2 separate regions of the Sus scrofa genome follow, and region 2 is linked to region 1. The links are chromatin contacts, called in public HiChIP or PLAC-seq maps. All regions are on one chromosome and are shown on one strand. The core of a region is the stretch at or near the end of the contact, and the rest is flanking DNA. Distances in the headings are between cores, read along the strand shown.

The links. HiChIP or PLAC-seq counts read pairs in DNA pulled down with a chosen protein or histone mark.
Region 2: a contact with region 1 is called in an H3K27ac HiChIP or PLAC-seq map of alveolar macrophages. The contact joins the promoter of LOC100516295 here to the promoter of COPG1 in region 1. A contact is called at or near these places in 8 of 47 Hi-C or Micro-C datasets (alveolar macrophages, embryonic fibroblasts, fibroblasts and 3 more) and 1 of 2 datasets of contacts at active chromatin or transcription factors (alveolar macrophages).

What each region holds. Positions count from the first base shown.
Region 1 is chr13:71,704,439-71,709,104 of Sscrofa11.1, reverse strand. It overlaps COPG1 (coatomer subunit gamma-1), which reads right to left and starts at 2,008. Exons shown (of 25, transcript XM_021069417.1): 1 at 1,853-2,008; 2 at 979-1,031; 3 at 448-528; 4 at 1-53. The coding sequence starts at 1,889. CNBP (cellular nucleic acid-binding protein) reads left to right here and starts at 2,078. Exons shown (of 5, transcript XM_021069428.1): 1 at 2,078-2,702.
Region 2 is chr13:71,760,178-71,764,843 of Sscrofa11.1, reverse strand. It overlaps LOC100516295 (histone H1x), which reads left to right and starts at 2,809. Exons shown (of 1, transcript XM_003132403.5): 1 at 2,809-4,380. The coding sequence starts at 3,352. The coding sequence ends at 3,996. LOC110256294 (a long non-coding RNA gene) reads right to left here and starts at 2,560. Exons shown (of 4, transcript XR_002337669.1): 1 at 2,409-2,560.

The sequences.
Region 1 (4,666 bases), core at 759-3,258:
TTGGTCATGGCAAAGAAGGCTTCAGTTGCTTCAGTGGTCCCCAGGTGCTCCCCCTGTTGTAATGAAGAAAGAGGTCTCAGCTTGGCACAGATGGGTCAGAAGGCTCTTCCTGCCAGATCAGCCCTGGCTATATCCTCAGATCCTGCACAGGCTCCATGAAGAGCAACACAGGAGGAATTCCCCGATGTCACAGCACATTAAGGATCTGGCACTGTCACTGCAGCGGCTTGAGTCAAGGGTTCAATCTCTGGCCTGGGAACTTTCACATGCCATGGGCACAGCCAAAACATAAAACAACAACAACAACAACAAAACCCAGTAACACATCAGAGGTAGATGCTGAGGGTATCTAGAGCTAGGCTGCTGGCTACAAGCACAAATGGGCCGTGCAACTCCCCGACATATACCCAGCACTGTTTTCCCCACCCCCAAGCCTCACCCTGTTACCTGGTTTATGAGGTAAAGGATCTTGGTGAGGATGTGGGCACATTTCCGAGGGTTGACGGGGGTTTCATTAAACACACGGGCCTAAGAAGAAGCAACCAAGAAAGACTACGATCTTCTAGTTCAATTTCTTTCCCTTCCATGACTACCCTCAAACACATTCAAGATTGGAGAAGTCCCAGGTAAATAGACACACTGGCCAGGTAACCTAATTTTCATAAGAAAGAGTTTTGTTTTGCTTTTTTCTTAATTCATTTATTAACAACTCCTGAAATTTTCCATATTAGCTGGTGATGTGCTTACTTAATGACTAACAGATACTTATAAAATAACTGGAAGGGGAAATGAAGACAAACAACAAAAAAAAGATAAGCATAATGAACTCTCTCCAGGAACAAAGTTTCCCTGTTTTTCCAAGAACAGGTTTTTTTCCCCTACTGTTCTTTAAACCAGAACTTTGAATGTGTTAGTATTTTGATCACTCTGAGTGTGGACATTTATGATGGAAGGGACAGGGGAGCAAATAACACTTGCCTCCTGGAGCACTGCACTCTTCTCGAGGTGCTGGAATGGGTTGGAACCTCCACCTATTGTCAGAGAACAGAGAGGACTGAGTACAGGTTGCGACTCTGAATTTCAAAATTCTCCCAGTCGCAATCAAGGGAAAGATGTCGCACTGTCCATCCAATGAAGTACCAACTTCTCAGAATGGCAATCACAACCTGCCAATAGATCCTGCCACTCTCCTGCAAGGGGGTTCCTGCCACTGCAAACCACTTCACCCAGCAGCCCTGCACAGTCCTCCTGTGCCTCTCATAGTGCCATATTTTCATTTATGCAATTGGTACTTAACCGGGTCCCTACTACGGGTGGGACCACCATCTCCCAGTGATTAGAATTTCTTCATAGCAGGTGTTATGCTTGTAAGTTATACAAGTGATTATTTGACTGATATCTGTCTCCACCACTATGTCTGTGACCTATCTAACATTCCCGACTTGGGCACTGAGTGTGTCACTTGCTCTACTGCAGTGACAGGGCACTGAAAAGGGCCTGGCTCCTCAGACCACGTCCCAGTGCAGCCAGCACTAACGCAGCCCCAGCGAACCCTCAGAGAAGCACTGTTTTCCCCACCCGGCCCCTCCTTGGACAGAAGGGGAAACTGAGGCCCAGAGAAGCGAGTGACCCGTCCAAGGTCACTCAGAGAATCGTGGCTGGAGCTTCCGAGTGCAAGGCAATGGAGCATGCTCAGGCTCTCCGAGGCCTGTTGCTGACCCGCGACGGACCTCACAGAAGCCGCTGTTCCTCCCTGGGCCTCGGGGCAGGACAGAGGCCCCAAAGGGGGCCCGGTGGGGAGGGTGCTGGGAGTCTGCGCGGTCAGGCCTCCCCCGGGCCTGGCCCCCCTCACCCGATTCCTCGTCCTTCTTGTCGAATTTCTTCAGCATGGTGGTGCCGGCGGGAGCGCGAAACAGCACTCACAGAGGGACCCTGCAGCTGGCAGCGACAGTCCGGTAGCAGTTCAGCTCCAGCCACTTCCGGCTGGCCACGTCGCCCGGCGCTATGCGCAGGCGCACTCCGCGATCTGCGCATGCGCACGTGCCGCCGCCGCGTCGGGCGTTAACCCCGTCCCTGCTGGGGAGAAGCCGGGGCTAAAACTCCGGACCTTACGGCCTCCTCCGCTTATAGACGTCCACGCCTCACCGCCTGGTGGCGCGAGTTTAAACGGACTCCCAGAGGCGAGGCCCTAGCACTCTGGCAGGAGAGGAGGCCCACCTCCGAGATGCTACATGTCTTGTCACTTTCTCCGGTAGGCCTGCCAGCCTCACCTCACTTTCAGCCCCATTCCCGGCCGGATTTTTCTGCCTAGCCCGAATGGTCGTCCAAGACACTATATTCTATTCGTCCTTGATTGCTCTTTTACTCCCTGCCGTGGATGATGTTGGCGCACGGTACATGCTCAGTAAATTGTTGCTTGAAATAACGCATGAAGTGGCTCTTACAATTCACCTTTGCGCACCGCGCTCACACCTGCTCCAGGTGCGAACCATTTGGTACCGCGTTAACTTCCAGGGATCTAACTAAACTGAGATCTACTTATCTACTGCGCAGCAACTTCAATGTGCTCTTTCAATCTTCGAGTATTTTGCCAGCACCTATTGGATGCGTCGCCTAGCGCTGGGGACTGGAAGGGACTGGAAGGGAAAACACGGCGCCCCGGGTCACTCTCCGCGGATCTGTGAGGACACTCCCGGGCCAAGGTCAGGACTTGCGCGGCGGCGGGCAGAAGTCGGCTGGCCGGAGGGGCGGTGTGGAGGGAACCTAGATGAGCCCGGGCGGGGGTCCAGGTCCTGGGGTGGGGGCGGTTAGGGCGGGGCCCCCAGGTGATGGGGAGGGGTCAACCTCTGGGTCTGGCATTGCAGAGGCTGAGGCTCCTGGCTGGACGCAGCGGAGTGACGGGGTAGCGCGGCGAGGGAAGTGCGAGTCTTGCACCAAAAATTGTAAAGAGCCAGAAAGATGAGCAAAATCTTTAACCTCTAACCCCACCCCTTGTCCGTAGAAAATTCTCAAGAGTTAAGTTGCCCACTGCAGCAGTTTGCAGCGAGATAATCGGAAACACCCTAAATGTCCAGCAATAAGTGGATGATTAAGGGAATTGTAGGACGTCCATCGGATGCTGTCATCCACATCATTTATAAAGGGATATTTCTGATGACTTGTGAGGCAGTATCCAAGCTTCTTATATAAAGTGAGACATCAAAAGGGAAAAGCAAGGTGTAAAAGAGTTCATAGTTAAGGTTAAATAAACATGGCTCGTGATTAAAAACCAGAAAAGAACCCCAGAGATTTGGATTGTTAAAAAGATGAAATATAGATGAATTGTGTTGAGTTAAAATATCCTTTCAGAGTGTGATATGAATTCTGTAAAATCACATACCAAGGAAAATTTTTATAATACTAATTTTTACAATGAGAATTGTGTGTTGTGACTCCAGCTCTGTGTATAAGCTAATATATAATTATAGGGTTTTATTGGTTTTTTTTTAACTGTAATGTACATTCTTCATGATAATTGTTAAGTCCTTTGTAGAAACAGAGTACAGAAAGTATAGGAGCAATTAGGGAACTCTGAATAAGATTTGTAAATTGGATAATAGCAATATCCTGATTGTGATAATATTTTTTATTAATTTTACTAGTTTTTAAAAAATTGAGGTATAATCCTCATACCTTAATGTTACCCTTTTATAAGCGTACAGTTCAATGATTCTTAGTATATTCAAAAGGCTACACCCATTACCACTAATTCCAGAACATTCTCCATCCCTCACTCCTCCCCCCCAACCATTGATCCGTTTTCTGTCTGTACGCATTTGCCTATTCTGGATATTTCATGTAAATAGAATCATGCATTGTATGACCTTTTGTGTATCTGGCTTCTTTTACTTAGCATAGTGTTTTCCAGGTCCATCCACATCATAACATGAATCGGTACTTCACTCTTGTTAATTGCTAAATAATATTCCATTTTACGGATACATATACATTTTGTTTATCCATTCACCAGTTAAAGGACACTTGAGTTGTTTCCACTTTTTTACCTCTGTAGATAATGCTGTTATGAACATTTGTGTATAAATTTTTGTGACATGTTTTCTCTTGAGTAGATACCTAAGAGTAGAAATGCTGGTGGTGTGATAACTCTGTTTAACTTTTTGAGAAACTGCCTGATTTCCAAAGCATCTGCCCCATTAAATTTTCCCATGAGCAGTGTATTAAAGGTTGTAATTTCTCCATCCTCAACCACACTTATTGTCTTTGTGTTTTAGCAATTATAGTGGCTGTGAAGCGGTATGTCATTGTGGTTTTGATTTGCATTTCCCTGATGGCTAGTAACATTGAGCATCTTTTCAGATACTTTTGGCCATTTGTACACCTTCTTTGAAGAAATGTCTGTTCGAATCCCATGCCCATTTTTAAATTGAGCTATCTTTTTTATCAAAGAGTTATGAGTTCTTTATATTGTATGGATACTAGACCCTTATTAAATGTGTGATTTGTGGAGTTCCCGTCGTTGCTCAGCAGAAATGAATCTGACTAGCATCCATGAGGACACAAGTTCAATCCCTGGCCTTGCTCAGTGGGTTAAGGATCTGGCGTTGCCCTGAGCTGTGGTGTAGGTCACAGACAAGGCTTGGATCCTGCGTTGCTGTGGCTGTGGTGT
Region 2 (4,666 bases), core at 1,560-4,059, 55 kb before region 1:
CAGAAATCAGGCAGGAACCTGTGCTTTCTGGCTCAAATCATCTGTGGAAGTCCCAGGCACTTTTTAGACACCCCATTGGAAAGGGGGATGGCATCTGCCAGTCAAGAGAGAGGGTGGGGCGTCACCAGTGTATGGATGGTATTTGGAGCCCCAGGACTGGAGAAGCTGGCTGAGGGAGAGAGGACTGGCCCAGGGTCTGCCCTCCCGGCCCTGGGGAAGAACTGTCCCTCTCTGTCAGGCCCTGACCGATTCCAGATGTGCCTTTTTCGTCATTTTTCCATTGGCCACACAAGGCCTCCCCTACATGTGGCGTCCTTAGAAGGTGGCAGGGGGCCTAACTGGGAGTGTGTGCCTCAAGGGCATCCCTTAAGGCCTCAGGAACCCATGCTAGAGTCCTGGAGAACTAGACAAAGCCACTACTTGCCCCTCCAGGCTGTCTCCTCATCTGTATAATGAGACCAGTGGCACGAAATCACTTGGTGCCAAACAGCCCCCAAAGCCTACAGCGAGTCTCCCTGAGCCCCAGGCCACAGAGCCACAGGCAGCTCCCACCACCACCGCTGGCAGGCCAAGGAGCCCCCTAGGGCTGGTGCGGACTCCACCTCTTCTGAGCTCTTCTCTCCCAGGTACAGCCAGGCCTTCCCCAGGTGGAGAGCTGTCACCCGGCTCCATGATTGCCTCTGACCAGCAGCTCCAGCCCCTGATCAGCTGCAGGGCCTGCTACTTAGGCCCCGCCCCTTCTGCACTCCACCCAGGTTGAATAAGATTTTCTAAAGGGAAATCTGAAATCTAGACTGCATTTTAATCTGAAATGGCCCGATTTTTTAATCCTGGAACAATGTAGATTTGTGTAAAACCCTGGGCCCTGGGTGAGACAGGCAGAGTGTCTCAGAAGCTGGAAGCTGGCCAGTCTGCCCTGAGGATCAACCAGCTTTCTGAGTGGGCTGCAAGTGACAGACGAGCCCTTCTTTCTTGAAACTCTCTCCTCCTCGACTTCCACAACACCAGCCATGCCTGGTCTACCCCTTCCTCTCTGACCGTTCTTCCTCAGTCTCCAAAGGATCAGCCTTCTTTTCTGCCACTCCCACGTCCACCTTCTCCCCCCCTCACCCAGCCTGCTGCTGCGGCCAGCTCCAGATTCACATTTCCAGCGACCTGCTCCCCCAGGGTGGCAGGACAGGTTTCAATACCGGGTGCCCTCGGGAACATCATCCTCTACTCTCCCTTTGATCTTGCAGAGACCCAACCTGGAACCCCATCCCTGCTCCACCTCTATGTAACTTGGTCCACCTGTTGCCCACTCCTAGGAGCAGACCCCCCCGGGGGCACAGCAACTATATCTTGCTGCTTCTCTCTCCTTGGCCCCAGGCTGTACATACCATGCATCTTCCCTCTGCTCCCCAGTGCCCCCCAGGGCTCAGATCTCAAAGAGCCACCCCCCTCGCTGTTAGGAAATTCAGATGGTCTTTTGTCACCTGGGCTGAGATCTCAAGCCCTCCAGATTTTCCAGGCCCTGCCAGGACAGCCACTGAGGGGTCCTCCTTCCTGGGAGAGGGCTTGGCCTTCCCTGCAGGAACTTAGGCTGCGATCCATCCTCCCTCTCCTACAGGGTGAAGGCTCTGCTCCCCGGGGGGCGCAAAGCCCTTCTGTGACTCTCTCAAAACCCCCACCAGCCTCACCTTTCTAGCCTCAATTTCCTCCTCTCCTGGGGCCTTATTCCCTAGCCCTTCGTAGGGGAAAAGGGAGCCAGGCAACTGCTATGACGCTCAGCAGGGCCGGCGGGGCCAGAAGCCGGAAACGCATTCCCCTTTATTGGACCTCACCGCCTCCCGCTCTTCTCACCCTCAGAGCCCTAATCCACTCTATGCTCGGGCCTCGGTGCACTGTTTATTGTCGCCCTTGCCATGGCCCCAAGATTTGGGCCTAAATCACCACTCCAGAGGGATCCGCCCTCCTCCGGAAGCTGGTCCCTGCGGTCTCAGCTCTCCGAGTAGAGGCTCCTCTGGCTATGAGAAAGACGGTCCAGCACTTCCTCCTCACCCCCAATACTGGATCCAGTGGCAGGACCACCAGATTTGCACAAGCCTGCGCGGAGGACTTAGCCTGGTACCCAGAGAGGAGACCCCGGCTCTCAACTGCGTTCCCCAAGAGGGAGAGGGGTGTGGCCCAGAACGGGAGCAGTTCCCCTCCCCCATCCTCTCCGGGAACAGTTCTGGGGGCCGCAGCCTTCCCCTCGCTCACCCAGAGGCCGCCATTTGGCTTTAGGGGGAATGGTGGAAGCTACTTACACACCACACAATGGGGCACTTGTAGCATCAGCGGCGCCAGCGGCCAGGAGGTGGGGGGACGGGACAGCTACGTCCCAAGAGAAGCACCTGCGGTCCTCCCCGCTTCTTCCCGCAACGTACCCAGGCCCCCGAGGCCTAACAAGACCGGAGGCGCGCAGACGGAGGGCGCCTGCATCCGTTCTCCCCTAGGACTCGGGCGGAGACCGCCCTCCTAGACGTCCCATCTCCCTCCACACTGCCCCAGCCGACCGCGCGAGGGCGTGCCCTGTGTTAGTTCGGACAAATTAAAGCGCGTCCAGCAGGCAGGCCCGGGGCCCCCTGGACGCGGTCTGGGCTTGGGGACCTGTGGCGCACTCTTGGCTGCCGTCCGCCGAGCTCTGGACCGCGGGGCTTGCCGCGGGGCCCGCGCTATTCGCCCTGAAAGTGGGTGCCCCCCTCCTCTCGTGCTCCGGCAGCCTAGGGCTCACCCCTCAGTTCCCCTCTGCCGAGCGCTCCCTGGGCGTAAGCCGTCTCTCCGCTGCGCCTCGAGCTCGGGCCCTGTCCTGGGCGCACCGCGGCGGGCGCGGCGGCGCGGGGGAGGCGTTGTTTGAGAAGCCAGCGGCCGGGGAAGGGGCTCCAAGAAGCACAAGTTGGCGCTGGCCCCGGACCAGGCTGTTGTTGTTCTCAACGTGGTCCGCCGTGGAGCCATAAAAGCTGAGCGGGGCGCCCTCCCCGCCAGAGCAGAGCGCGCAAGCCCAGCGAGCTCCGGCGGAGGAGTCGGCGGTGGCGGCAGCAGAGCTCGCTCGGCAGACTTTTTCGCTCCGTTAACAGTCTTTTTTTCTTCCGCCCCGCTCCGGCCGCCTTCGCGCCGTTCTCGGCCCGGTCCCAACCCGGGACCCCCGCTCCGGCCGGCCCGGCCCCCACCCCAGCCCTGCCGCCCGGCCCCAGGCCCGGCCGCGGCCGCTCCCGCCTGGAGCCGCCGCGCGCCCCCAGCCCCCCGGCGCCCCCGCGGCCCCTTGCCTTTCTTTTCCCGGCGCGGCCTCCGGGCTTCCGCGCCCCGCCCGCCACCAACCCGCTCGCCACCATGTCTGTGGAGCTCGAGGAGGCCCTACCACTGACGACCGCCGAGGGGGCGGCCAAGAAGGCGGCCAAGGCCGGCGGCTCGGCAGCGCTGTCCCCCTCCAAGAAGAGGAAGAATAGCAAAAAGAAGAACCAGCCCGGCAAGTACAGCCAGCTAGTGGTGGAGACCATCCGTCGGCTGGGCGAGCGCAACGGTTCGTCGCTGGCCAAGATCTACGCGGAGGCCAAGAAGGTGGCGTGGTTCGACCAGCAGAACGGGCGCACCTACCTCAAGTACTCCATCAAGGCGTTGGTGCAGAACGACACGCTGCTGCAGGTGAAGGGCACCGGTGCCAACGGCTCCTTCAAGCTCAACCGCAAGAAGCTGGAGGGCGGCGGCGATCGGCGCGGAGCCCCGGCGCCCGCCACCGCCCCGGCGCCTGCCGCTCACAAGGCCAAGAAAACAGCCCCGAGCGCGGCCGCCCCGCGGCGCGCGGACAAGAAGCCCGCCAAGGGCCCGCAGCCCGAGAAGCGCTCGCACAAAAAGGGCGCCTCCTCCAAGAAGGACAAAAGCAGCAACAAGGCCAAGAAGGCGGCGGCCGCGGGAGGCAAGAAGGTGAAGAAGGCGGCCAAGCCCAGCGTCCCCAAAGTGCCCAAGGGCCGCAAGTGAGCCCTGGGGCCTCGGGCCTCGCTTTTCCACCCAGAGCGCACGTAGGTTTTGCTGGGGGCCCGGGCCAGCGCCGGCCCGCCCATCCCCCGCGTGAGAGCTTTTTTTTTTGTTGTTGTTGTTAGCTCTAGATTTTTGAAACGGCCCTGGCGACTCCCCTATTGGCTCTCGCCCTTGGCAACGCCTGTCGCCATGGTTACCAGCCCCCGGGCGCCAATGGCCGGCCGCGTCAGCCCGCCCCGGCCTTACGCGTTGGCCGCGCAGCCCTTCCAGCCCATGCCCTCCCCGCCTTCCGGCGCGCGACAAGCACTCTGCGCGGGGCCGCGCGGCGCTTTCTTTTCTCCTGTCGCCTTTTTTGGGGCACAATAAATTGTTTAAACCTTTGAACCGCTCTTGTTTTCTTCGAGTGGAGTGGGGTTGGGCGCGGCCGCCGCGGGGTTTGGGCTGCATGGATGGGTTCCCGAGGTCCCCGGCACCGCCGATGCGTCAGAAATTCAGACCTGGGTTCCGGGAGAAGAGCGGGCCGATTGGTTCCGAAAGGAGCGTCTGGGAGGTGCAATACTTCGATAGATGGGCAGGCGGGTCCACCACCTGGGGGGTGGGGAGCAATGGCTTTGCAGGATCTGTGGAGCAGGGCAGCTCAGCTCTCCCAAAGTTGCCACAAGCTGGGCCT